Linked DNA regions of Mus musculus: regions 2 and 3 are each linked to region 1. Evidence: chromatin contacts called from public HiChIP or PLAC-seq data. All regions are on one chromosome and are shown on one strand. The core of a region is the stretch at or near the end of the contact, and the rest is flanking DNA. Distances in the headings are between cores, read along the strand shown.

The links. HiChIP or PLAC-seq counts read pairs in DNA pulled down with a chosen protein or histone mark.
Region 2: a contact with region 1 is called in an HNF4G HiChIP or PLAC-seq map of pancreatic cancer cells. The contact joins the enhancer-like site here to the promoter of Zfp40 in region 1. A contact is called at or near these places in 2 of 39 promoter capture datasets (hippocampal neurons and liver), 1 of 484 Hi-C or Micro-C datasets (cortical neurons) and 3 of 115 datasets of contacts at active chromatin or transcription factors (astrocytes, extraembryonic endoderm stem cells and pancreatic cancer cells).
Region 3: a contact with region 1 is called in an H3K4me3 HiChIP or PLAC-seq map of stem cell-derived neural progenitor cells, with 4 times the contacts expected there. The contact joins the promoter of Zfp13 here to the promoter of Zfp40 in region 1. A contact is called at or near these places in 5 of 39 promoter capture datasets (the 3T3-L1 cell line, embryonic stem cells, hippocampal neurons and 2 more), 5 of 115 datasets of contacts at active chromatin or transcription factors (astrocytes, large pre-B cells, neural progenitor cells and 2 more) and 4 of 9 other capture datasets (adipose tissue, liver, macrophages and 1 more).

The regions. Positions count from the first base shown.
Region 1 is chr17:23,191,506-23,194,869 of GRCm38.p6, reverse strand. Zfp40 (zinc finger protein 40) reads left to right here and starts at 1,642. Exons shown (of 6, transcript NM_009555.2): 1 at 1,642-1,795; 2 at 3,068-3,193.
Region 2 is chr17:23,698,837-23,702,200 of GRCm38.p6, reverse strand. No RefSeq gene overlaps it. Among named protein-coding and RNA genes, the nearest start is that of Cldn9, 16 kb to the right of the region's middle. Within about 2 kb of position 1,885, at least 138 of the 459 cell types and tissues checked have an H3K27ac peak or open chromatin away from gene starts, as enhancers often do. A contact at or near this core is called in astrocytes, cortical neurons, extraembryonic endoderm stem cells and 2 more, where this site is marked.
Region 3 is chr17:23,584,394-23,587,757 of GRCm38.p6, reverse strand. Zfp13 (zinc finger protein 13) reads left to right here and starts at 1,506. Exons shown (of 6, transcript NM_001356268.1): 1 at 1,506-1,797; 2 at 2,184-2,320. The coding sequence starts at 2,264.

The DNA of each region.
Region 1 (3,364 bases), core at 393-2,892:
TCTCTCTCTCTCTCTCTCTCTCTCTCTCTGTCTCTCTCCCTCCCTCCCTCCCTCCCTCCCTCCTTCCTTCCCCCTGTTGAGAATTAGCAAAACGGCAAAGTCACCATCATGTGGAGAAAGCCGTAGTGTGCAATATGATATGAATTCAGTTCTAGTTTGTTAGTTGGGCTAACTGACCATCAACTTCCTGAGACATCTATTTCCTTTCAAAATCCCGAGTTCTTCAAATGTCTTCCCCCAAGTTAAAATTTTAGATGTTTGGCTGGTAATAGTGAAGGTCTGTGAGAGAAGGATGCAGATGGCTTTTCAGTGTCACTCCAATTTGCATAGTTATGAAAATAATTACCCAGCTTCCCAGTAAAGCTCTCCAGATTGAGTTGTTAATGTCTAAAATTTAAATTATTTCATATAAGTGTTGGATGCACAGTTTAAATTTCACTTCTGCCTTTAAACAGTGCTACTTGTGTATTTTCTTTTAATTCATCATTTCCTTTGACTGAGACATCCCGCTCCCGTACTTTGTCTTCAAGCCTGATATTCTGTCTCCTACCTGTTCTGAGTTATTATTAGACATTGCAGTTTTGATTTCTTGCTTCACTTCAGTTTGGACTTTTTCGATGTTTCTAGCTACTTATTGAATTCAATCTTCATATCTTAAGTCGTCCTCATTTCCATCAGCATTTGCTATCTGCCCCCTCCCCCCAACAAATCATTTTGTTCCTGTCTTTTTTTAGTTCATTTACATGCTCAACCTGCTTTGTTCTCCTTGAATTTGACTCTTGGTTTTTGAGCTATGTATCTTTAAGATACCACTTACAGTGTTTTCCTTAAAGGACACAGCTATAGTTTTTTTTTGTTTTGTTTTGTTTTGTTTTGGGTTTTTTGTTTGTTTGTTTGTTTGTTTGTTTGTCTGTTTTAGGTCAAGGGCATTTTAACCTTAGGTTTACTATAATGTTGGGAGCGGAACAAAAGTCAGAATTTAGGGTGTCGGCTGATTCCTTTTTGCTGTAGTCCAGAAGGCTAGTATCTCAAGATGAAAAGTTAGGCAGAATAACTTCTATCTGAAGACTTCAGAAGCCACGGTCTGGGTCAGACCTGGGTGCAGCGGACTAGATCCAGTTCTGGTCTAGCTGTCAGCAAGCCTGGTAGGTGGGTGGGTGGGACTGTGCTGAGCGTGTGCAGCGCAGCCTGACAGCTAGAGCTGTGTGACAGGCTGTCCAATACTGACTAGGAGGGACCTGCCTCCGCGGAGCGGGGATACTCGCCTGATCAGAAGGCGAGGAAGTTTTTAAAAACGAAAACAATCGGATAGACTTGGAAAAAAAGAAAGAAAGAAAGAAAGAAAGAAAGAAAGAAAGAAAGAAAGAAAGAAAGAAAGAAAGAAAGAAAGAAAGAAAGAAAGAAAGAAAGAAAGAAAGAAAGAAAGAAAGAAAGAAAGAAAGAAAGAAAGAAAGAAAGAAAGAAAGAAAGAAAGAAAGAGAAGAGCTTGGGAGGGGTGGGCTTACAAAAAAAAAAAAAAAAAAAAAAAAAACCCTCACGTAACCGGAACCAGCGTGTGGTGGGCGGAGCTAGGGCGGTGCTCCAAGGAGCCTGCACAGAGTGACAGAAAAATTCACCATTCACTGAGGGACCGGGGAAGCTGCGAGGTCCGGAATCCGGGGTGGAGGACACGGGCTTCTCTAGGAGGGCGTGAAAATTCCAGGCATCCACAGGTGCCGCGAGAGGAGTCCTGAGAAAGTCATTAGTCAACAGCGCTGTAGCTTGAGCCTCAGCCCGGCAGCCATAGAACGCCCAGGTCAGAGGAGCCGCGGGGCTGGGAAACGGGCGGGAGCAAGGGTGGAGGCTGCTCAAAGGAAGCCGCTCTCACAATTCTGTAGTAGATAATCTTTTAACCATGGATAGCCTACCATTGTCGGGAAGATTGAAATCATATGAACAGGGGTTTATCGTCATTTTTGCATTTATCTTATGCTGGCCAGAATATTTTCATAAAATAATCTGCTAGAGCATTTGCATCATCTGTTGTCTGCAAGCAGGCTTCTCATTGCTTTGTAATAGTTACAAAGCTGCTGGAATTTAAATTCATGCATGCTTTTTTCTAACTTCTGTGTTCTACTACTTGCCTATTTCAGAGATTGTCCTTTGCCCCTGGGACTAAGCACAGCAGAAAGCTTTGTAGATACTAGTCGCATGAAGAACCAGTGCAGATTTGATAGAATCAGAATATACACTGTGACAGAGCAAAACAGTGTAGCGGTTCCTCCATCTTGTTGTATTCCTGCTGAGACCGTTTCCAGGGTTAACTAAAAAATTATTTTCTTGATGGAGAATCCCATGAAAAAAACGACCCAACTCTATTCTAGGTCAGGATGTCCTAGCTAACCTACCATACTTAGCCATTGATTAAAGTTTTTGAGTAACCTCTTCCAGTCAACCTTAGATCCTAGCTGCTGGTGTGCTGGAACCTCCCATCAGGATGGCTAACCTCCTATTTTAGCTACTGTTAAAAACTGCTTGCTTCAAACTACTTACTCTGCAGAATGGCCCCAGCAGCTGCTATGCAAGATGCCTGGATGAGGTCCCTGCCCTTAAAACCCCTATGTTTTGGACATTCACAGAAACACTTAGGTCCCTGAACACTTGGGTGTGGTCTCAACCGGCTGGAATAAAGACTTTGAGTGGGCTATAAACTGTTTGAGTGGTCATCTCTGGCCAGCTACCCATAGCAGTACTTTATTAAATGCCAAAGTTACTGCTGTAAACATTAATGTTTACTAAGCAAATTTTACTCCCTGTTAATTTTCTGTCTTGAGATGTAAGCACTCTATAAATACAGTATTTGGAGTGTAAATACACAATTCAGAAATGTGTAATCATGATTTTATAGTCAGCAAACTCAGTTTAGATTAAAACTAAAATTAGAAAGCATCGTTTCAATAATTGTATTCGCTCACTGGAATCAGAGTAATGAATGACTCCTTGTTTCACAAAAAGCACTCTGCCCTTGCACATGTGGCCAAACTGTTGTCTGCTTTTTGTCACTGTTTGTTTTACTTTTTTATTTAAGGATCTGTTGATCTTCAAGGCTGTGAAGGTGGACTTGGTGCAGGAGGAATGTGAAGGCCTAGACCTTACTCACGGGGCTTTTACAGAGATCTCCAGTTGGAGAAGTATAGCAGTCTGGTTTCTCTAGGTGAGAATAGTTTTCTTGCAGTCTTCCTTGTTCTTCCTCAAGGTGCTGGGAAAACTACACTATGTGTGTGATTAGTCTTACATCTCACAGAGTAAAGTGAAATCCTTAGAGAACGACAGGCATTTTTCATGATATTTTCTCCTTCCTTCAAGTATATTCTTTTGACAGGTG
Region 2 (3,364 bases), core at 636-3,135, 510 kb before region 1:
GGTGGAGTCCAGGGCTTCAAACACACTAAGAAGTACTCTATCAGAGACACAATCCCAGGCCCATCTGTATCATTAACCCTAGAACCATTCTGTTGTTACTAATTATTGGTTTTTTTGAGACAAGGTTTCTCTTATAGCCCCTGCTGTCCTGTAACTCTCTTTGTAGACCAGGCTGGCCTTGAACCCTGCCTCCCGAGTGCTGGGATTAAAAGAGTGCACCACCACTACCCCATGCTAATAATTATTCTAATAAAAGTTCCTATATTCCAATTCCAAATTTTTCTTAATTTTTAAAACCTTGTTTTACATGTGCTGAATGTTTTGCCTGAATGTATGAATGTATGTATGAACACCATGAAATGTATGAAATGTATGTATGAACACCATGAAATGTATGAATGTATGTATGAACACCATGAAATGTATGAATATATGTATGAACACCATGAAATGTATGAATGTATGTATGAACACCATGAAATGTATGAATGTATGTATGAACACCATGAAATGTATGAATGTATGTATGAACACCATGAAATGTATGAATGTATGAACACCATGAAATGTATGAAATGTATGTATGAATACCATGAACTGTATGAATGTATGTATGAACACCATGAAATGTATGAATGTATGTATGAACACCATGAGATGTATGAATGTATGTATGAACACCATGAACTGTATGAATGTATGTATGAACACCATGAAATGTATGAATGTATGTATGAACACCATGAAATGTATGAATGTATGTATGAACACCATGAAAACGTCTGGTATCCAAGGAGCCTCTTGACCCCCTAGAACTGAAGTTACAGATGAGACACTGAGACACCCAGCAGGTGTTGGGAATTGAACCTGGGTCCTCTGCAGGAGCAACAAGTGCTCTTAACCACAGAGCCATCTATCCAGTGTCCTCCAATTCCGAATTTGAAGGTATTGGCCCCTTTTTCTTTTTTCTCCTTTTGTTGTTTCATTTCATTTTTGAGCCGGATTCTTGGGCAGTTCAAGGTAGCCTCAAACTTGTTGAGTAGCTGAGGCCAGTCTTGGTGCCCTGATCCTCCTGTCTCTGCCTGCCAAGTGCTAGGGTGACAGGCTGGAGTCTCAGTTATTTATTTATCTTCTTTCTTTCTTTACCAGAAGCCCACCCATTTGTCATTCAGAATTATTGGGCATGTTAACATATATACTACACATTGCCACCAATCTCCCCATTTCCTGCCCAGGATCTCATCTAGCTCAAACTAGCCTTGAATTTGGCTATGTGGTTGATGATAACCTTGGGCTTCTTCGGATCTTTCTGCCTCCATCTCCCCCGAGTTCTGCAATTACAAAAATTACACCTGATTTGAGTGGGGCTGAGGGCTGGACTCAGAGCCTTATACAGCTAGCACTTCATCAACATAGCTGCACACCCAACCCAAAACACTGCATTTGAGTACTGGTTTTTTTTTTTTTTTTTTTTTTTTTTTTTTACATTTTGTTTATTTATTTTGTGTATGTGTGACTGTGTTCGTGCCACGGGTTCGGGGGTCAGAGGACAACTAATAGGAATTGGTTCTCTCCTTCCATTATGTGGATCTCCGGATTGAACTCAGTTCTAAGCTTGGAGGTAAGCAACTTTACCCACCTGGTAGTCAAGAAGTGGAAGTAGGAGGGCTTCGAGTGGGACAGCATCCTGAGCTGCGTATGGATACCAGCCTGGGACCCCTTGTCTCAAAACAGAAAATGGAGTGAAAATATGCATCACTTCAGCGTCACCATTGATAAACAGCAACAATTGCGGAGCTGTGACACATTTAATACTGTTGGGGCACGGCCTGGAGATTGCAACCTCTCAGAGCACCATCGGACCAGGAGAGGGAGCCCAGGGCGCGTATGCACCAGTAGCATGGCAGGACACGATGATTGGTTGGGGTGCCGAGGCAGCAAGCGCACCAGCTTGTGTTTGGCTGGAACGCGTTGCAAGCGACTGCAATTGGCCGGGAGGACCTAGCAGCCCTTGGCCCTCGCTCCAAGGCAGCGGCCGGCAGCGGGCACTGGGTCCTGGGGTGGCAGCATCGGCCAAGCTGGCGGCGCGGTGGCCCCGCTCCCGCTCGCACCCGCGGCGCGACCGCGGCCGCTTGCACTCTCGGCTTAGCCGATCTCGCGCGTCCCTGCCGCCCGCAGCGTCCCTGCCGCACCCGCCGCTGCCGGGGTTACCGCCCGGCCTGAGCTCCGGACGGCCGCTGCCCTCGGCGCTGGCCCTAGCTGAGCTGCCGCCGCTACCCGCACTCCCGCTGCGCCCGGAGTTGCTGGCGCCCTGGGGCCCCGGGGTCCACCTGGCACTGCCAGAGCTGCCGCCCGAGGTCTGCGCGCCCACGCCGCCCGCAGCCGTGCTCGCCCTGCAGGATCTGCCGCGTCTGCCCGCGCCCGCGCCGCCGCCCGCGCACTTGCCACTGCCGCCGCTGCCCGAAGCCGCGGTCGCCGCCACCCCCGGGCCGGTGGGTGCTCGCGGCCGGCCCCCGCTGCTCGCCGAGCCGCCTCCACAACCGCTGCCGCCGCTGCCCGCGCGACCCTCGCCCTTCACCCTGCTGGCGCCGCCGCACCCCCGCGAGCCCTGGCCGCTCCCAGCCTTTCCTCCGCCGCTGCCGCCGCCGCCCCCGCCGCCCTACTTCTTCCTGTCGCCGCCCTGCTGACCGCCTGGCTCCGCGGGGGCTACAAGCCGGTGAGTCCGTGCCTGGACACCGGCAGGCTCGGAAGGCCCGGCCAGAGCTCGACTGGGAATAAGACAAGAATGTCAGGACTGCAGCCAAGGCTGAGGAGAAAAAAAGTAAACCTGGCATTAAGATGAGGGATGTCAGCTGGGGCTGGCGGCACACGCCCCGTAATCCCAACTTTAGGGATAGTTAAGAAGAGGGATCACAAGTTAAAAGGTCAGCCTTTGTTACTTAGTGAGACCCTCATTCAAAGCAATTTAAAGAAAGATAAGGGACGTTTGCCCCTCCCCCACACCTCTTGTCCTGCAGCGTCCTCCCTAGGTAATTTAAGAAGTAACTCATCAAAGTACTGATAAAATGAGCTGTTGTTTTGGGACTGCAGAGCCTACCCAACACCTGCTGATGTGAAACACCCAGGTTCTGTGGATAAAAACAGAAGTTTGCCTTTTTTGTTTGTCTTGGGTTTTTAAGACAGATCTCTTTTTGTTTTTGTTCTTGTTTGGATTTTGTTGTTGTTTTTGTTTGTGTTATTGTTTTTCAAAACACGATTTCTCTGTGTAATGGCCCTGCCTGCCCTGGACTCGCTTCATAGACCAGGCTGGCCTCAAAGTCACAGAGACCAACCCGCCTTTGCTTCCCTGAGATCAGACCTTTTT
Region 3 (3,364 bases), core at 257-2,756, 390 kb before region 1:
TTCATGAACTTGTGCAGGGAACTAGGGTTGCTCCTTTTTGTTGTTAAATTTTAAAGACAATTTCTTGCCACGTAGCCCTAGTTTCTGTGAATTATGTAGCCCTCTCTGCCTGGCTTCACTTTTTGTACTCCTCTGCCTCAGCCTCCTGATCACTTCTGAGATTATAGGATCAAACCACTGTTCAGCCACTAGTATTTGCCTTTTGGAATGAAAGATCCAGTCTCAAAAGACTCGATGAGTGATGAGCTGTAGCCAGCAGGCACAGGATGAATTCCTGCAGACCATTCCGCCCCAGGAAGTGTTCTCAGGCTAAGACTCCACCCCTCTCCTAACACTGCTATGACCTGTTCTGGATGGAATGAGAAGCACAGTCACTTTCTTCCCCCTTAGAGCCTTAGTTCCCCAGGTCTGAAGGTAGCATCAGGATCTTGGACAACTGAATCAGCCCCTATTTAAAAGTTATTATATTTTGTTGTATATATGTCTGTGTGGCATGTGGGTGCAAGACACTTGGAATTCAGAAGAGGGTGTCAGATCTGCTAGGAATACCACCACGTGGGTGCTAGAGATTGAACATAAGTCTTCTGGAAGAGCAGCCAATGCTCTAAACCTCTGAGCCATCACTCCACCCCTCCACCCCACTCTCTGTCTTTTAAAAACCATAGTATCTTCAGATCTCTGAGAGTTAGAGGACAGCATGGTCTATATAGTGAGTTCCAGGGAAGCTAGGGCTACATAGCGGAGACAACAAATCCATGATATCTTATCTAGTTCTTCAGAGTTCTGTACAATGTAGTTGAACTATACTCATCCCCCATACCTCCCCCTCTCTCAAATTCACCCTGGGTCAGTCTCCATACGCCTCTATTATCGAGCCTAAATGATTCTTTTAAAATCCAATTCCTCTCCCATCTTGTAGACAGGTAGGCATCAGGGTGGGCTACAGAGAGTCTCATCCTGTTTCCTAAGTGCACTCAGGGATGGAGCACTCTGCCAGTTTGGGAGGGTCCAAAGTGCTCCAGAGGAGTAAAAGACCTTCTGATGTGTGGGTGTGGTGTGCGAGAGAGAATGGCTCTGCTCCTTCCATTCAGCGCAATAATGCTGCTCCGTTATGATGACTACAGTGCTGTCTTTGAGTCACAAAACACCAGAAATTATGTTTTGTTTTTGAGACAGTTTCTCTGTGCTGTCTTGGAACTCGCCCTGTAGCCGAGGCTGGCCTCGAACTCAAGGATTCAAGGATCTGCCTACCTCTGCCACTCGAGTGCTGGGATTAAAGGCATGTGCCACAAGGCTCAGAGCATCTTCCGTTTTTTCTGTTTCGTGTTTATAGATACCGTTGGGTATAGTAAGCGTTGAGAGCCAGCACTGACACTTTCTCCCAAGCCAAAAGCAGGTGCAGCAGAGGCAAGGGACCCCAGGACCGGAACCCTCAAATCTGGGAACTCTGTAAAGCTACAGCTGAGTTGGGGAATGGGATCTGGAAGGAACTTCCTGTTGTCCCTAATCCCAGCCTCCACCGGGCTTCTCCATCCGTTCTGTTCTGGCTGCAGACACTGGTTTCACTCTAGGGAGGGGGTCTCCATTCCCACCTTCACCCCCGGGTCTCCTTTGTTTCCTCCTTGTGTGAAGGGGATGCTAGGGAAGGCACATGGAAATCGGCTCGTGCAGTCAGCTTGCAGAAGGGGGCAGGGTCAAAGGTGGAATGCTGGCAAGCGATAATGAAGGGGCTGGACCCAGGATTGGGAAGATGAGGACACGTACCACCCAGACCACGACCACGATGATCGTTCCCAGGTGGGAAGCTGCAGCTTTGAGAGAACGGCTGACGGTGGCAGCTAATTTGTGGGTTTCAGGCGAAGCTCTGTGTCCGGCTGGGGCACACAGCAGGCATCAACGCACTGGCGCCTCCTTGGCAGGCTCTCCGCAGAAGTTTCTGCACCTCATTGACAAGAAGCCCTGATTCAGCCCTCACTTGCCATCACCTGGCTTCACTGAGATTTAGGGCTCTTGCTTCAGTGACAAAGGGGACAATACCATTCCTTTCCGAGAAACCAGAAAATATCATTCACCGCGGGGCACCGTAGGGGCTGGCAGACTTCGTATGCACTGTGGTCAGGCATGGGGAGTGCTGGACACTTTGGAAGTGTTCCTACGGTAGTGATTACTTTCCTCTTTTCCAGGTTCTTGGCTAAAACCTGGACGGGGCTCGACTAGCAAGGGAAAGAACCATTTGCTGTTTTTCCTGGCTCTGAAGTGGAAGATGTCTGCAGACAGTCAAAGCATCGCGGCTACTGAGAACGAGGAGAAATCCCATGAGGTATCCTGGGATCCTAGCTAGGGAGGGATGCCTTGAACTGTAGGAGAGGGTGTTTTCAAAACCTGTGTCTGGACAAAAGGAAGCATGAGAGTCACTGTGGGAGAAGAGGTGTAATCATGGAAAATAGCTTCCAACTGGTCTTTTCAGTGTAACTGGTTTTGTTCTGTCCAGTAAGGGGCATAGTGCCCACAGAACACAGGAAAGTCCTCTACTGCCCACTTTCTTTCTCTTGGGTTGCACCTCCTCATAGCTTACCTCTCTGTGTCCAAGTTCTAGTTCTGCCTGTTACTAGGTGTGTGCGTGCGTGTGTGTGTGTGTGTGTGTGTGTGTGTGTGTGTGTGTAATCGCCATCTTTGTGGGTCCAGGCTTGGACTCCCGGTCTTGGAGCTAGAGGATTCTGACTCAGCCTCAGGCCTGGTGTGTTACCTTGGGCAGCCCTGCTCTGTGGGAACTACTTGTGCTGTGTGTAAAGTTGACTCACTCCCACTTGTCTTACTAGGTCACTGGTAGGCTCGAAGGAGATAATGAGTGTGTGAGTCGTCTGTAAGCAGTTTGTGAGCCTGTAACTGATGACTCCTGTGGTCCATGAAGCGAGAACACCCAGAACTACCAGACCAAGTCAGCGGGACTGGGATCCTCCCACCTAGTTCTGTTGGTGTTATAACTATTAATAAATATACACTGGTACAAGTACTGCTGCTTTTATGGTGTAGACACTTAAAGAATTGTTACCAGTATCCAGTGTCCCTTCCTCTGATACCCAGTGAGCCTTGTGTATCTGCATTCTCTGCTGATGTCATACCCTGTCAGCTGCACACTGGTGGAGCAACAGTTGTAATTGCTTGCATTGCTCTTTGTTTATCTAGAACTTTCTGGAGTAGACAACTGTCTCTCATTCAACCTTCTAACTGTTTTATGCAGGCGATAGAGCAGCTGAGTCCAGACCAGCAGTCAGTCCCAGGCAGGGAGGGGAAGGCCAACTGGCTCCATCATGGTTTCTAGGTGGGAACTCATCAGGCGTTCACCCCCCAGTGTAAGGGAGGC